Regions from separate parts of the Bos taurus genome. Here region 1 is linked to region 2. The links are chromatin contacts, called in public Hi-C maps. All regions are on one chromosome and are shown on one strand. Each heading gives the region's core, a stretch centred on a gene start, on an enhancer-like site or on the middle of the called end of the contact. The rest is flanking DNA. Distances are from core to core; before and after follow the strand shown. Region 1 overlaps NCEH1 (neutral cholesterol ester hydrolase 1). Region 2 holds the start of NCEH1 (neutral cholesterol ester hydrolase 1).

Region 1 (5,118 bases), core at 1,158-3,657, 53 kb after region 2:
GCCAGCCACCCCTGAAGAGCCACATAACCTTTATATTCTAGTTGAGGTATGGCCAACACCATATGACTGTGATGTTTCTCTTGGAAAGTATGTTCAGAGGTCTCCTCTTTCTTCCTTCTTCTATTCCATAAATATCTATTGACTTCCTGTAGTGTGCCAGCTATTTTGTTAAATTCTGATGCATAACAGTGAGACAAACATAAACTCTGCCTTCATAGCGTATACAGTCTAGACAGGAAAGCAAATCTTGAACAAATAATGTTAATAATGTGATAAGTGATTTGAAATAGAAAGGGAAGTAGTAATGGAGGCATCTATGTTACCTAGTTCGAAGGTTTGAATTGCACTCCTAAGGATGAGCAGAACCTAGTTAAAAGAGTGAGTTGGTCATGGAAGTACAAAGTGGGGAAATGAGAGGGATTGGGAGGAAAGGAGGAGGATGAGAACATTAAGGAAATGAAACATGAGAGGTGACTAATGGAGGGACTCATGCTTCTGGAAATAACTAAGGAAAATAAGAAATATGGGTGTATACCTGGGAGCCTTCAGAAATATGGTGGACTCTTGATTCTCTTGGAATTCCTTCTCCTAGCAGGGAGGCTGTCTGGACACAACTGCTCCTTATCCTTGAGGCTAACAGGAGTGGGTAGTGATGTCATGGCTTTGTTTCAGTGTGGGGATGGCCTTCTGGAAGGTTATATATAATCTGAGGAAGCTGATAGGCAAGGGTTGAGGATGAAATCACTTCATATGAAGCACAACCATGAGCTGGAACTCCTGAGTTAACATCATTGGTATTGGCTCAAGATTCTGGGGACAGATCTAACAACTTCATCTTTATCTAACAAGGTAGATAAAGATCTCAAGGCATAAAAATAGGCCATGACTTCTATTCAGTAGCTTCAATAACGCTATGCTATTTTTACACATAATTGCACAATAAGTCTCCAGTATTCTTGCCTGGAGAATCCCAGGGACAGGGGAGCCTGGTGGGCTGCCGTCCATGGGGTCACACCGAGTCGGACACGACTGACGCGACTTAGCAGCAGCAGCACATTAAGTATTTGTGAAGTAAATGAAAGAGTTCACCTTATAATATCAAAAATACATGGATGTATCCTCATTTACATAATCTGGGAGGGAAGTTTATGTTTATAAGCTTATTTTCATAAACTTCAGTGTAGTTTAACTACAGTTTATATAATGAAACACAATACTAAAACCATAAAACATCAGGGAGAAGGAATATTTAATTTTTTTGAAAGATAAGATGCTAATGTACAGCATGGGGAATATAGTCAGCAATATTGTATTAACTATGTATGGTGACAAATGGTAACTAGACTTATTGTAGTCATCATGTCATAATATATATAAATGTCAAATCAGTATGTTGTACATACAATATAATATTGTGTGGTCATTGTACTTCAACTACAAAAAGATAAAATGTAAGGTAATAACAAAGTATTATTATGCTGGATATTATTAAATTCTAGCTTTTTTGGTTGTGAAAAATGGTTTCAAGTTGTGTTTTGCTTAAGTCTTTGCTACACTCAAACTTTCTATTTTGTGTTGATGGAGACCTTTTCCCATCCACCAAATATCAGGTAGCACTATGCACAGAGAACTTAAAACTTGACAGAGCTGTAAAGAGGAACGTTGCTCAGTAGACAGAAAGGAAGCTGGAATGTGTATCTTGGTCTGCTGCTAACAGAGTTATAAGCAATGGGACTTTTATGACTCTGTTTTCCTCATCCATAAGATTAGATGAGTGCAAGCTGACAAAATCACAAAGCCTCTCGGAGGCACAATGAGACATACATGTTGATAGTTGTTCAAACAAGATACTGTGAAAGACACGATGTGACAGTCACCTCACTGTGACTTGCCCTCTGCTCCTTTTCCTGCTCTTCCTCCCTGTCCTGAGTGGAGAAATCCTCACGTATCACCCTGACTCAGGCAGCCCCGGAAGGTGGGCAGACTGAATTCTTGAGGGTTCCCTCTAAGAAAGGGAAGATTTGTCCCAAACTTTCTTTTTACCCAGTCCAGGCCACTGTATTAGCAAACCTAAAGGCCAGTGTTACAAACAGTTTAATGCTACAGAAAGATATTGTGGTTTCTTTTTAAAAAGTAGGTTGTTTTAGATCCTTAACAATCATTAACTAATGAATGTCTCCTTTTTAGACATATTAAGGTAAAGTCTTCTTGACTCTGTTTTTGACTTAAAAAAAAAAAAAATCCACTGGTTTCTCTCTTGTGGTTTAGGCCTTTTAGAATTTGTAGGGAGGAGGGTGAAGCTGTACAGAAAGCCTGTGCTGTAAACAAGCAGTAAGGTAGGGAAGCTTAGTTCCACCCACACCTGAGCCCAGAGCTCAGTTTAACTTCTGAAATCACAGAGAAAGTAGGTCAGAGGGACTTTGTACCAAGCCTACTTGGGCTCCAGTGGCCCCCTGAGGGACTGCTTGGCTCTTCAGTGCCCCTTGAGGTTAAAGGCAAGGTTTGTATCTGAATGGGGGAAGGGAGGCTGGGAATCTCCCAGCTGTGTCCATAGAGAAGCCTTAACTTGTAAACAGCATTAGGGAATCACATTGTTTGAATGTATCATAATTCTAGGATCAGTCACTCCTAGGATTTTGGTGATACATCCTGACATCTGTCAGTTCTTTTGAATGTACTTATTGTCCAATCAACCAAGTTTTTGTTAAGCTCAGCTCTCCCTTGCTGAATGACTGATAGTCAAAGCTGTCTCTGGAGGCAATTTTGAGAGAAGAAACAGAAAGGAAAATGCTTCCTCAACCTTTATGCACAAACATTATTGCACAAATGAAAAGAGAAACAATTACCTATTCACAGTGTTTCATAATTTTATTTTAAATTTTATTATATATTCTTCTAAAGGAAAGGAAGCTTTACTTACTAGAAGAATAAACAGATTCTTCCTCTGGAGTTGTCTCCCTCAAACAGCACAGTAAGAGTGTAATCGTTGATTTGTTTCAGATAACCCCTGCTAAACATACAGGTTCTTTAAAACTGAGCAAAATATTAACATTTTTCAAGTTCTCAAGATGAATCTCTTGAGCTCTTCTTGGGAGACAGTAAAAAGGGGGAAAAAAAGGTGGGGGCAGAAGGCAAAAAAGGAATGTGATTTTGTCTTCCTCTTGAATCAAACAGGAGTAGAATTTTGTTCCAGAATATCATGTGTACCTTTCACCCGCCTGGCACTGCATGAATAGAACTCAGTGTCCTTGCCCACTGCAGAAGGCTGTCCTGGTGTTTCCAGGCCAGGTTATTTTGAGGAATAATGCACTTTATAACACTCTCAGAACACTAGTGTCACTCAGGGATTCCACTTCCAGAGTCCCCCTCAACTCTGGACTCATGTATCTACCTTTGACTTAAGGAGTTTGTCAGTCTTTCTGAGCATTGCTCCATCTCTCTGCTCACTGATAAAGTAGGTAATGAATTAATAGATTGTGGAAATGGCACTGCTTATACCTGGACCACTTTAGTACATAATTATGACTTTCTGTCTATTCCTAGAAGCTGGCATGTCTGTTATGACTTATTGTAAGAGAGACTTTGAGGGCTCCAAAAAAGGAGAGCTGCATTTGGCCGGGCTCTTAGAAGTTTTCATGGAGGAAGCTGCATTTGAGATGAGATTTAAAGAATGGGAACATTTGATATGGAATTGCTGGGTGAAGGGCACATGGGATGGAGAGAGGGATCAATGCTTTGGGAACAGGAACAGGAAGATGTGTTCAGAGGATACTGATGGTACGGCTGGATTCAGTGATATTTCAGAACCCTGGCATCACTTGGAGGACTTTTTCTTCAAATACAGATATGTTGGGCCCCACCTCAGATCAAATGGAATGTTTTGTAGAGGAGCTCAAACCTCAATGTTTTGTTTTTTATAAATCTCCCAAGATTATCCTAAAGTGCATACAGAGCTGAGAAACTCTGAGCTATGCAGGGCCTACAGACAGCCTTTGGAGACGTGCCTGAAGAGTAGGTGATTAAGGAACAATTTCTTTTTTTAATGTCTTTAAAGGTATATGGCTTAATATTTCCCCTACTATAACACTGCTGCTATAATGACAGATTTTACACATAAAAGGGATAAAAATTAAAATTTTGTTTGGGATGAATAAAAATATCATTATTAAATTATTAAATTTATTTAAAGATTTATCATGTATGGATAATTAAAGATGTACCATGGGCCAGACGCTGTCTCAGGTGATTTGTTTTGAGAATATCACAAAAACATTGAAATCATGAGAGAAGTTCTGGGATGTGAGAAATCTACAGTTTTGAGAATTTACTGCTTTGACGAGGTAATAAGAACACACAGGTACATTTGAAGTCTGCGGGTTTTGAAGAATGAGAATATTTTAAAAGGATGAGGCATGTGGGGTATAAATTTGGATTGTAGCTTTGCCACTTACTAGCTGTTGTAGGCTGGTTATGCATCCCCTTTGAGCTGCATGTTCACACCCTTAAACCCACAGATTCGCTCTGAGATTTGAGTGAAACCTCTGTAGAGCACCTGGTGAGCAGGAAAAAGTTAATTTTTATAGAGTGTACATATTCATTAAACTGAGTAAACCTCATTCTCAAGTTTACACCAAATTTTGTTCTTCTGGTAGGAGGCACGTGGTGTAATAGGTAGACAGAAGCTAAACACTGCAGAGTCATCTATCCTTCACTGAGTTAGGCAAATTGAGACTGTATTTGCCACAAATTCATCAGGTGCTTTAACTCAATACAACTGGGGAGGGAAAAGGCGGAATCCTCTTTGAGTACTTTGCAGGGACACAGCCTTGAGCAAAAGCAGCAGATACATGTATCTATGCATGCTTTCTTTGAGTATACCGCTCATAAATTTCCTCCTGACTCTCAGTTTTCTGTGTCTGTAATGCTATTACAGAACTATTGTGATGCTTCTCAGGTCAATTCTGAGCTACTTTGAAGGCTCATCTTACACTAGGTGACCTCAGAAATATCTAGTTTCACTGCATTCTTCAGTCTGTGAAAATAGTATCCTTTCTTGGTGTCTAAAACTAGAGAATGTTTCCAGAATGAACAAAGATAAGGGGAGGAGCAGTTTAGGAG
Region 2 (5,654 bases), core at 70-2,569:
TGTAATCACCCACAGAGACTAGCTTCTAACTTTATGTACATACACACACCCACAAATTAATATATCTCTGTTCAGAGTTATATGTTTAATGAGTAACTACAAAAAGATATAAAATGATGATCTCAAACTTGAATGCTTGAAACATCATTGAAGTGTACCCTTCGCATAAGTACTTTGAAAGTACTTCCAAACTTTGAATAAGAAGCCAACTTTCTCCCAATAATCTCGTTTTCAGCCCCCAATTTATGATTATTTTATTACTTTGGGTTAGGTTAAATTTAAATTACTATATTAAGTTGCAAAATTATATGTACCAGATGTTTTAAGGCCTTGATCAATAGCTTTGGAGCTATTCTCTATCCACCTCCTTAAAACAGTTCTTCCAAATTTTTCCTTCCGGATCTTTGGTTGTATCTGCTGAAGTTCTCTCTCTGTCTCTGTCTTATTTTATATCCACTCCCCTCCCCCTATCTTTAATAGGAAATCTGGATTCAAATACTTTTTCTTTTACCACTGACCCACTGAAAGAATTTTTTTGACATAGTGTTTCCCATTTATTTCTATTAGTATAGACTCCTAGATATTCATTTTATTTAATGGTTTATAATCCATTAGTATTATTTTGATGCTAAAATTATCCCAGTTTTTGACATTGGAAGACCCTTAAAGCTGCCAACTGTGTCCTTTTGACCAAGTTCTCATTATTTTTTAGCACTTCCTCATCTTCTAGATCAGGTTCATCCTGTTCTTTACCTGCCTCAGCCCTACAATCCGTCTTTTCTCCAAGGAGCCATGGCAGAGTCATGGTTCTTTTTATTGGAGAATGAGATCTGGAAACCAAGATTTATGTGCTTGATGTATTATACTACTGGCTTATCATTCGCTTGAGCTATAAGAATTTCTTATCTTCTCTCACCACATATCAGATAGGCTTTACATTCCATTGCAAATCTGGCTGTAGAAGTCAGTGGATTTTAATTGTTATCATTTTATTATCTTTCTCACATCTGACTCCATTTTGAGTCAAATGTGCTTTAGACAGACAGAAACTTAATGCACTTAAACTATTCCGGACTGTTTCCGTTTGGAAACCTGCAGAAGGGAAGCCCGTGGTCACTGGTGTGCAATACACACCTGTGTCCTCCGGAGTCCGCTGTTCTTCGCCCAGCACAGCCCCACAGCTTTCTCAAACCTGGAGTGTCTGCAACACTTTGCAAGGACACAGTGGAGGGGGCAAGTCAGCCCTCCGACTTCCTCCTGACGCCGCCTCTGATTGGCTCTGGGCATACAAGAAACGGGTGAATGAGCGGCTGGCCCTCGCAGAAACTTGCTTGAGGTCTTTGGGTGGTATTGCCCTTTCCTCCTCGTCCGTCCGGCAGGCCCGCCGAGCCGGAGGAGGATGAGGTCGTCCTGTGTCCTGCTTACCGCCCTATTGGCGCTGGCTGCCTATTACATCTACATCCCTCTGCCCAGCTCCGTCTCCGATCCCTGGAAGCTGATGCTGCTGGACGCCACTTTCCGGAGCGCACAGCAAGTGGTGAGACGCAGCCCGGGGCTGATTCTCTGTCCCTTCTCTTAAGCAATATTTTAGGGGGAAAGAGAATTTCCGGCCTTTGTCCCATGAGATGGATATTTTTGTGGCGCAATAAGGCTATTGCTTTTTAGTGGTTCAGGCTGACATTTTCAGGATGTCGCATTCGCTTCTTGTCTAGCAGCGGGTTAGGTCTGTGTATAGGTCTTCGTCTGTGTTGATTCCGGAGAAGGAAGTTCTTGAGCAGAATTTGACGACTGTTTAAATCCTTCGTCTTTCCTAAATGCCACCTTCTATCTTGGTTTGCAACGTCAAAAATCAAGCTTCCAGCGTTTTTTATAACCCACCCCTCCCCCATTTTGTTCTCTTATAGAGGGCGGCAGAGAGCGAGTTAAGTGTTGTAGGAAGGCTCTGGTTCCTGGGAATGCAGCCACCTTAAGAGCAGACTTGGCACGGTGATCTCGCACTGTGTCCGACAGTGGAGCCCTCCATTGCCACGGGCAGCAGCCTGGGCTCCCACAGTACTTAGGGGACGGCACAGATCTGCACGTCATGGCCGGCACTCCTCAGCTCAGCCCAACAAAGGAGGCGGAGAGGCCTGGCTGGCTGCGGGAGAGGCTGTGGAGGTAGTGACAGCAGGTTTGCATGATGCTCTTGTTTTGCGCCTGCCCTGCAGCGTTTCATGTATGTCCTTAACTGTAGAAGAGCTAACCTTTGCCTGAGTCAGGATATCCAGGCTTAGCCTGGCAGGGTGACAGTTCTTTCCTGTACAGTGAGTGTATATATTTTTTAACCCCGTAGACAGAAAAATGTAACTTTCTGGTTTATTCTATGTCAGAGGCATTATTTTTAGTGCCAGACAATCTAAAATGTAAACTACAATCAGCTATCAAGTCTGAGCCCTATGACTGAACAGGGTTTTCTGAGCATCCTGCTCTATCTAAACTCCTGACCCTCCCCCCAGACCGAGATTCCTCCCCTCCTCCAACCTTGGGCTTTAACCTCAGGTTATTTTTGTAAATTCCTTTAAAGAATGACAACTAGGGAGAGAGAGAGGAAGAAAAAGAAACAAACAGGATTTTCCTAGAGGATTGATATTCCTTTTCCCTGTGCATTCCAACTGTGTGTAGGATTACCTAGTCTCTGAGGCGTTGTCCTATCACAAATCCCTTAACTAGGGTATTATAGCACATTTCTAGGAAGATTTTGCTTTTCTTGAATCCAGCCACATTTCCACCGTCAAGTCTCGCATTTTCTCTTAGGAAGGGTCTATGAGGCAATAGAGCCTCTTCCTTCCCTCCTGCTTACTACAATGTTGACAAGACGAAAGAATGACAATCCCCTTCTCTAGCATTGGCTCCAAGAAAGGCAGTCTTGTGCAGGATGCTCTGCAATCACTCTCTTCCTCCAGAAATTTTGTAGCTGGGGAGTAGCACCCTTTAAAGATTCTGGGATACAATGATATTTACCTGGGTGGCTTAAATGGCCTTCTACAGTAAAAAGAATAATGCCTAATGATAAGAAAAACAAAAAGAAAGAAAAAATAAGTCAAACTACTGTGTTGGCCACAGAGATTATTCTTTCCTTTCTGATCCAAGGAAATCTTCCCTATCATAAGTAATTTGAAAAAAGCCATGATTGAACAAATGTCTTTCTTCCCCAACAAAGCAACCAGTCCAGTAAGACCTTTGGACCTTACAGTCATCTGCAGCGTGTGCCCTTAGCTGGTGTTTGGGAATGATAATGTAATAGTGCCAGGTCACAGAGACAGATAAGGTAGCAGAGTATCCTCACTGGACACTGTGGCTGGGGTTGAGTTAGCACACAAGTGGTTCTTATCATTTGTCTTCAGAACTGTAAAACATCAGAAAGATCATTCAGCCCACAAGAAAGCATATTCCACCCTGGAAAGCAATTTACCAGTGTCACTTCAAATTGTCCTGGGGAAAAGGCAATGTGCTTGACACTTGGTGGTAAACAGAGCATGACTGTCATGCCTCCCTGAATCCCTCCTCAGCCAGGCCACTTGCTGGCTGAGAGGCCAGCCCATTAACTAACCTTCTCTGACCCTCAGCTTTCCTTGTATAGTAGGGCTGATAGCTTTTGATGCTTTGTAAGAGTGCTGTAATGTATTTTAATGGCTGGAATTGGTTGTAGTTATTCTTCTAAGTGGACTTCCCTGGTGGCTCAGACGGTAAAAGCGTCTGCCTACAATGCGGGAGACCTGGGTTCAATCCCTGGGTTGGGAAGATCTCCTGGAGAAGGGAATGGCAACCCACTCCAATATTCTTCTACATATTGTCCCAAAGGGCCACTGTGGGTTGTGGGGAAAATCTATAGTACTGCTCAACTTTGTTGAAACAATAAAATAAACGTAAACTGGAAGTAGACTACCTCATTGAAACCTGGAATGCTACCACTAAATTGCCTGGCATAAAGTTTTTTGCCCACATCATTTTACTTTGAATTGATTGGCTCCATTACAAAAGCTACTTCAGAGGTAAGGCTTGGTCAACTTAATACAGCAGGCACCTGCCTAATATCAAGAAATGTGAAGGCTTGGGACTTCCCTAGCGGTCCAGTGGTAAGACTCTGTGCCTTTCACTGAAGGGGGCATGGGTTTGATCCCTGGTTGGGGAACTAAGATGCCATGTGGTGTGGCCAAAAAAAAAAAAAAAAAGTGAATGCTACTTTTATTCTGTTGTCATTGGCAAATGCTTCACCACTCCCTGTCCCTTCTCATCTCCTTTATCTTCTGCAGATGAGTCAGAGTATTGAGATTATGTTCATTGTGCTTTTCTTCCTTGGGGTCCTTCAATACTACCTAAGAAGAAGTTACTTAGGATCTTTCTCAAGTCATCTCAAACACAGATGCTACATTAGAGTCACCTAGGAAGCCTTCAAAAATCCTAATGCCCAGTTCACAACGTATACCAAATTTATGCAGAATCTCTGGGAGAGGAGTCCCAGGAAGCAGTATTTTAAACAGTTCCCAAGGTGATTTCAGTGCGCAGCAAAAACTGAGGACCACTACTGTGTAAGTTAAATACACTGCTGATGTAGATTATATTTTTGTTAAACTGTTCAAGTTGTATTGCATACATGTTACTGGAAAGGAGCCCTTTACATTAGCATGTTTATCAGATTAGTCAGCTGATACTTTGGCTCTAAGGTGATAAAATAGCCAGGCATCTTTCAGTGTGATAGCAAAGCCATCATAAGACTTGGACAGTGGAAAAACACAGACAAAAATAGTCTGGGAAGGGCAATGGAGAGAGATGTAGATGAAGATTAGGGGAACAAAAGGAAGGAGTTTGGTGGACGTTCTGAAGACATTTCAAAGTGCTGTGCAAGCAAAAATTTTTATAAAATGGTAATCCTGATACAGGTAGAGATACTGAGAAGTATACACTGCTGGAAAAAAATGTAAATTTTAACAACTTTTTTGATGGCAGTTTGGCAGTGTCCATGGGAAGCTGTGGAAGTATTTATTCTTTGACCCAAAAATCCCTTTGGATGAATTCACGTAATTATGCATATAGTCAAAGCTATAGCTATAAAGATAGAAACATTTCATAGGTACAATAATCTTTTTAAACTAGTCCAAAAGCACTGCCATATATGAAATATATGAGAGAACGTTCAGCAACCTTTCTTTTCTTTTTTTTATTTTCAGTGTTATTTTAAAAAACTTAAGAACTATAAAAGACTATGTAAATATGGTAAACCCATATTTTGGAAACTATGCAGTCAAACAGTTAAGTTGTAAAAGTAAAGTTTAATGAGGTACAAGTGATTTATACTGAGCTGTAAGTGAGAAAATGCTACAAAAAGCATATATGCCATTATACCATTTGAAATATCTATACATCAAAACAGATAGCTTTATAAATCTATATATAGATGTATAGAAAAAGCTGGACGTAATTTAAAATATAGTGATTTTTTTTCTGGGCCATAAGATTATATCTTCAGGTTTCCTATCTGTATAGTTTTTCTGCAATGATCATGAAATAAGAAATTAATTAAAAGCTTTTTTTGTAGTAGGTTTTCTACTTCTAAAGTGGAATTGAAATGCACATACATATCAATGTGATTAGTATTTCAGTAATTGTACTATGAA

The links. A called contact is a pair of places that touch in the nucleus more often than the background predicts.
Region 1: a contact with region 2 is called in a Hi-C map of an unstated tissue, with 2.6 times the contacts expected there. The contact joins the enhancer-like site here to the promoter of NCEH1 in region 2. A contact is called at or near these places in 2 of 11 Hi-C or Micro-C datasets (skin fibroblasts and an unstated tissue).

Annotation. Positions count from the first base shown.
Region 1 is chr1:94,869,199-94,874,316 of ARS-UCD2.0, forward strand. The region is part of intron 3 of NCEH1 (neutral cholesterol ester hydrolase 1); the gene reads left to right. Among named protein-coding and RNA genes, the nearest start is that of NCEH1, 53 kb to the left of the region's middle. Within about 2 kb of position 2,408, at least 11 of the 102 cell types and tissues checked have an H3K27ac peak or open chromatin away from gene starts, as enhancers often do.
Region 2 is chr1:94,817,588-94,823,241 of ARS-UCD2.0, forward strand. NCEH1 (neutral cholesterol ester hydrolase 1) reads left to right here and starts at 1,320. Exons shown (of 5, transcript NM_001123034.1): 1 at 1,320-1,537. The coding sequence starts at 1,400.